Linked DNA regions of Rattus norvegicus: region 1 is linked to region 2. Evidence: chromatin contacts called from public Hi-C data. All regions are on one chromosome and are shown on one strand. Each heading gives the region's core, a stretch centred on a gene start, on an enhancer-like site or on the middle of the called end of the contact. The rest is flanking DNA. Distances are from core to core; before and after follow the strand shown.

Region 1 (3,002 bases), core at 251-2,750, 200 kb before region 2:
TCAGAGGGTGACGAGAAGAGTGAGGAGGAGCTGGTGGTACTCACAGACTGATCCTCAGCTAGCTGGGCCTGGCCCGTCACCGCTGGGGGAAGAGAACTTGTTCCCAACCCGACAGGCACAGCCAGCCTTCCTGAACTATGTTGGTACTTGGACTTTGGGCGTGCCCAGGTAATGGGTGAAACCGCGTTTGTAGATACATTCCCCAGGCGGGGCTCCTCCTCTTCATCACACCTCCAGGCACATCTGAGGAGCCAACGGCCTGGCTGGGTGGGATTCACGTGGCTGTGGTGAACCAAGCTGGCTGAGGGTTTTAGCCCTTGGGGCGAATGGCCTGGGACCACTGGGTGTATACCCTCCTGTATGTCCACCCACTCGAGGGGATGGCAGGGATATACCTGTCCCCTTAAGGTCACATGCTTTGTTTCCATTTTGTCTCGGCCCAAACCAGCCATGGTGGGACAATATGTCTGCCCTAGAAGCTCCCAGGTCACCCCTGTGTCACCTGGGTTACTCTGTACTCTGTGCAGTCTGGCTGTCCCGTCTTTGTCTTCCAAGTCCACGTGCCTCTGGCTGCTGTGTGTCTGTGCGCAGCTCACGTTGTCATCCCTCCACTCTTGGCGGAAGGTATTTGCTGGGTGGTCACTGTGAGCCAGGCGTGCTGGTGAGATCCGTGATGTGTGTCTTAATGCTTCTCTGGGGGCTTCTTCTGTGTTCCTTTGTCCCCAAAATGCTACCTCTTTGTCAGTCTGGTGTCTCAGGTTCTGTGTATTTTCTTTCCATGTGCATTTTCTCTCTTCCTCTGTCTGTCCCTGCTCCCTCCCACCACACCTGCTGTATCTTCTGGGTGTTTGTAGGGCCCAGCCTGCCCCTGGGACTGGCAGTTTCCTGACCCCATGACCCCTTTCCTCCCTTCTGACTTTGCCAGTCAGTTCCCATGGAGCCATTTTTAGCTCCTGGGACCGTGAGAGCGTGCCTAGGCCTCCAAGGGGCTCTGCCCCAATTCCCAACCTGTGTCCCCAGGCATGGGGGTCTTTTGTCAGTGACAGCCCTGCAGAGGGGACTCCATGGCAGCTGGTCTCCATCCCTTCTTCATGAGCTTAGGGTGGGTTCTTCCCTCCCCCACCTCGTCCTGGGGAATGGGCTCCACTCGTTATAAATAAGCTTTCTGGTTGTGTACCAAGAAAATCAAAGACCATCAGCACCCAGCTTCAAAGATCTGGAGCTGCCCTGGGTCAGGGAAATGATCCCAAACCCCACATGGCCGGGCGCCTCCCTCCCCACCTCTGTTGACCCCATTTCTCTCCAGACTGTTTCTTTTTATGACTGTAAACATAGATAGTGCTTTATTTTGTTACTAAGAAGATAATGATGAATAACTTAACCAGCATATTTGTTTTCTGATGGTGTAATAAAGACCGACCATTTCAGAACGTGCCCTTGCTCTGCTGGGAGGCTGGCCTGACCACATTCCCAAGGCTGGCACCAGCCGGTCGCTGCTGCCCCCTGGTGGTAGCATGTGGGAGTGTCAGGCAAAGTGTCTAAAAGAAATGGCTCTGACAAGCGGGGAGAACATAGGGCTTGTGAAGGCCACATTGCTGAGGGAGGCACTGTAGCAGCCTGGAGGAATGGGCTCAGCTCTCCCCCTTTGGGAGAGGAAGCCACTTGAATCCAGTGAGAGTTGTGGGCTCATCCGGCAAGAGGGTTCTCACACAAACACCCAGGAACTCTCGTGGGCTCCCTGCCTTTCAGGACTCCATGACCTTACACTGGAATGGGGATTTCAAAGGCATAGTTGTGAAAGGATCGTCGCTGGAGACAGGGCTGGAGGAAAGGACAGAATTCCTCAAAATTAATAGGGTTCTCTAAGACAGGTCTTGGTTAAATTCATACCATCAGCATGGTGTGGGAGAAAACAAACTGAGCTTGTGAAAGAAATGGGGCAGATTAACAAAGGTGGCATGTGTCCCTGAGGAGGGGGGCGATGGGGCGGTATATGTTCCTCACAGGCACAGTCCGAGGTGTGCCGGTCCAGTCCAAACCCCTTCTTTAGGAAAGGCTGCTGCATCATCTGGAGGGGGCCGGAGTCAGCCTTTGAGAATGAGGGCTCCTGATGGAGGATCCCTTAGAGGAATGGCCAAAAGGAGCCAGGGTCATCCAGTCCACCAAATGGGGCCGGAGGAAAAAGACTGGCAAAGGTGGATGCTGTGTGTTGTGGGATTGAGCCTGAGCGCTGATAGTCTCAATGTTCACTATTTTGGCTACAGACAGACAGACAAGACGGACAGACAGTCTCTCTCCCTCTCTCTCTCTCTCTCTCTCTCTCTCTCTCTCTCTCTCTCTCACCCTTACCCTTCAGCAAAGATGTGGGGAAGTATAGGGAACTTAAGAACTAATGGTGCACACTTGCCACCAAAGGGAGTTTCTTAATTTTACATGCTGGTGAGACAGTGGATAAAGCGGGATTTAGACCACACACTGCCAAGAACTGGGGCCAGTCAATGAGGGACTGTCCTGACTCCTGGCTCTGTCCTTCAGAGCTCTGGCTGCTGTTTCTTGCTGTCCTCACACTCCTTGGTGCCCTGTCCGGCCCTGACGCAGGGGCCAACAACAAAGAGACCTGCCCTGGCTTCTGAAAACGTCTTTGGCCTCTGCCTGGCCCTGTTAAGTGGCCACTAGGGGGAGCTGCTTGACTCAAAACCCCTAACTTCACTCCAAACTCTCAACTCAGACAATTAGATCCCATAACCTACAGTTGGTCCTGAAGGGTCTGGGCCCTCACCACCAAAGGCATTCCGGGTACCTTTGTCCACAGGTCTCACCTAGCTGCTGTGCTGTCGCCACCCCAAGCCCTCTGGCCAACTGGAACCTCATCCCTTCCCGTGAGAAGCAGGGCAGGGCAGATGGGCAGAAGCAGGGACAGTGTTCTGGGCAGCTAGCCACAGGCTCACCTAGCCCCTGCCCACCTCCGCACAGGCCCAGGGTCAGTCCCAGGAAGATGGCCT
Region 2 (2,907 bases), core at 316-2,815:
ACCCCCACCCCCACCCCAGGCCGCCGACCAAGGCACTGTGACACGGGCGCATCCCTCAAGCAGAATGGGCTCGACTTTTGCCCAGGCTAAACCGCAGCTGCCCAGAGGTGGGTGCTGCCGCTGGAGAGTTGCACCCGTAGAATCCTCCCCACTTCCACATGATTCAGAGGCTCGGGATGGGAGGACCGGGCCAGCACCTGCAGTGCCCCGCAGCCATCTGGACAGGGGCTCTGGCAGAGGCGTGCCAGCTAGGGCTCCGCCCACGCATGCTGGAGACCTGGCGGCTGAGTGCGCCACTGGAGATGCCAGATGGAGAGCGAGAGGTCTTGAGGGACTTGAGATGAGCTGCCCAGTCCTAAAGGCTACACCTCTTGGGACACTTACTAGGGACGTGTCCTTCTTTCTCTCCCGCCCCTTCCCCTCCTCCCACCACGCTCTAACCCGCCTCTCTCTGCATTCAGGGTCTCCCATCTCTTACTCTCTAGCCAGACTGGTTTGCAGTCCCAAAAGGGCATCTCCCAGTAACAGCCTTTCCCTCCCCCCCCCTCCTTCCTCACCTTCCTCCGCCCTCCCCCCTTGCGTATCTCTCTGGCCACTTCAACCCTAGACTCCTCACACAATAGCCCAGTCCTAGGGCTTTAAACAGCAGCAATTTGCTTTTTCATCACCAACACGGCATGTTCCATCACCGCCCCTGTCCACATGCCCTTTAGCAGCTACCCACTGAGCCGCAGACACCCCCTAAGAAACCAAGAGCCTCTGATCCCTTCCACTGAGGAAGGAGAGCCTCCAGCGACCTGAACCTGACCCCTGAACCCTTCCATCTCTCTTTCCTACAAAATTAAGATAGGGTGGGGCTGCACCTTGGAGGTTGGCAGTCCCAAAGCTGCCTTCACCCGGGGACGCAATTCAAATCTAATCAATTCATGTGGTGCCGGCCCTTCCTTAGGGATTCTGGAGGGGTGAGGTCACAGAAAGGCTATAATTAGCATTCTCAGCATCCATGATCCCTAAGTAAGGCTGCCAAGGCTGAGGATGAAGAAGGCAGTTCACTGCAGTGCACACAACCCTGGCCTTTGCGGCCAACACCGGCTGCCAGCTCTGCCCCAGCCCAGCCTTCTTTCTCCCACCTCTTAGGTCTGGTGCACCTAAACGGACTCACCGGCTGGGCCTTGGAGGTGTGATCCCGCGCTGAGAGCGCTAAGCGCGATTTCGGAGGCACCCTTCCCCCAGCTCGCACCAGCTGGGGTCCTCCTCCCCCACCCCTGGGGACCCCTTCGGAAGAGCGCGGCTCTGGATCTAATCTGATCTAATCAGTCATCTTCTCGCTGGCAGATCCCTGGCTCCGGGGAGAGGATGCTGTTGTGGTTACTGCAGGATCCAGCACCTTTCCCAGGCAGAAGCAGCTGGGCATGCTCCATCGGCTCCCGTGGGGATTTCAGACCACGTGACTCTCCCTCCCCAAGCTGTCACTTAGGATCAGGAGTAAATAGTCCCCTGAAAGGTTTAACTCCATCCACACCAGTGACAAGCTGCTAACCACCCTTGCAACCCTCCCCGAAGAGAAGGGGTTGGTGGGCACAGCCTCCCCAGCCGCCCCACAGACAGGACAAGGCTGCCCCCCAGAGGGCATCTGGGCCTACATATGGATTAGCCGCGTTTCCAGAGGCTTACCACAGGAGACTGCAGAACGCTTTTGCCCCTGGGCTTGGCAGGATGGTGGGACCTCATACACCCAGTCTGCCTAGTGGTGGCTTTTCAGCTCTGTGACTATCCCCAAACAGAGAGACCATTTCTGGGTATCAGGAGGGCTTTGCTGGAATCCTAATACTTCCATATCTCTCAACACAATGAATTTAAAGGAAAACGTTGGGAGATCTGGGATCCATTTAAAACAAAAACAAAAACAAACAAACAAGAAACAAAACAAAACAGGATCTCATAGTCTTCAACCCAGACTGGTCTCCAGTGACCAGTCTGAGGGTGTTAGCCAAGCCCGGAACCTGTGCTCTTCAGTACTGATGGGCAGGAGCAGGGAACTTTAAACAATAAGGTTATAGCCCTGTTTCTGCTGCAAATATTGTCAGGGGCTTTCCCCATCTCTCTCCTCCACTGTGCCTCAGTTTCTTTCTTTTCACATCTCTCTGGGAAACTAGGTGACAGTGGATGAATGGAACCTTGGTTTTATGGCCAGGATCTGAAAGGAGTGGGAAGGATTTGCCTTTAACTTCCAGGGGTTTTGTCTCTGCCACACCTTGGACCCAGAGCTGGAGACCATGCTATTGAGGCCACTTCTGAACATAGAAACATTCCAAAAAGCAGGAATGGATGAATACCTGCAAGGCCCCACCCACTTGATAATTCTATTGTTATCTATAAATAAACTGTCTTGATTTTTTTTTTTAAACAAAAGCATCCTAGGCAGAAGATGTTGGCTCAGTTGAGTGCTTGTCCAGGACACAGGAAATGAAGCCTTAGGGGTTTGCAAACAAGCACCCCATAAAATATGGTGTAGACAAGAAGATCAGAAGTTTAAAGCTATTCATGACTACTCAATGAGTTCGAGGCCAGTTTGAGCTACATGAGGTCTTGTGGCAAAAGAAAAAAGAGCAAAGCAGAAAAGCAACCGGTCCCCACTCTGAGTCTCACCATGGTGTGTGAGCATCCCTGGGTGAGCATCCTGTGTGAGCATCCCTGAGTGAGCATCATTTTTTTGTCACCTGGAGCACTTTCTTTAAAAAACGAATCTGTTTTAGAAGGCACAAAAGAACAGCGCCCGACCCCCCAGCACCCAGGAAGAGATAGATTAGGAGTGGGGAGATATGGGGGAGACCTGACAGAGTAAAGTCAAGAGCCTGAGGAGGTACCTAAGGGACAAGCCTTCTCATGCCTGCTCAGGGCAGGTGA

What was found. Hi-C and Micro-C count contacts between places; a contact is called where the count stands out from the background.
Region 1: a contact with region 2 is called in a Hi-C map of liver, with 3 times the contacts expected there. The contact joins the enhancer-like site here to the promoter of Plekha6 in region 2. A contact is called at or near these places in 6 of 12 Hi-C or Micro-C datasets (the A7r5 cell line, the Rat2 cell line, Schwann cells and 3 more).

What each region holds. Positions count from the first base shown.
Region 1 is chr13:47,381,574-47,384,575 of GRCr8, reverse strand. It overlaps Sox13 (SRY-box transcription factor 13), which reads left to right. Exons shown (of 14, transcript NM_001105952.1): 14 at 1-1,431. The coding sequence ends at 51. Among named protein-coding and RNA genes, the nearest start is that of Etnk2, 20 kb to the right of the region's middle. Within about 2 kb of position 1,500, at least 5 of the 93 cell types and tissues checked have an H3K27ac peak or open chromatin away from gene starts, as enhancers often do. A contact at or near this core is called in liver, where this site is marked.
Region 2 is chr13:47,182,067-47,184,973 of GRCr8, reverse strand. It overlaps Plekha6 (pleckstrin homology domain containing A6), which reads right to left and starts at 1,565. Exons shown (of 27, transcript NM_001427839.1): 1 at 1,163-1,565.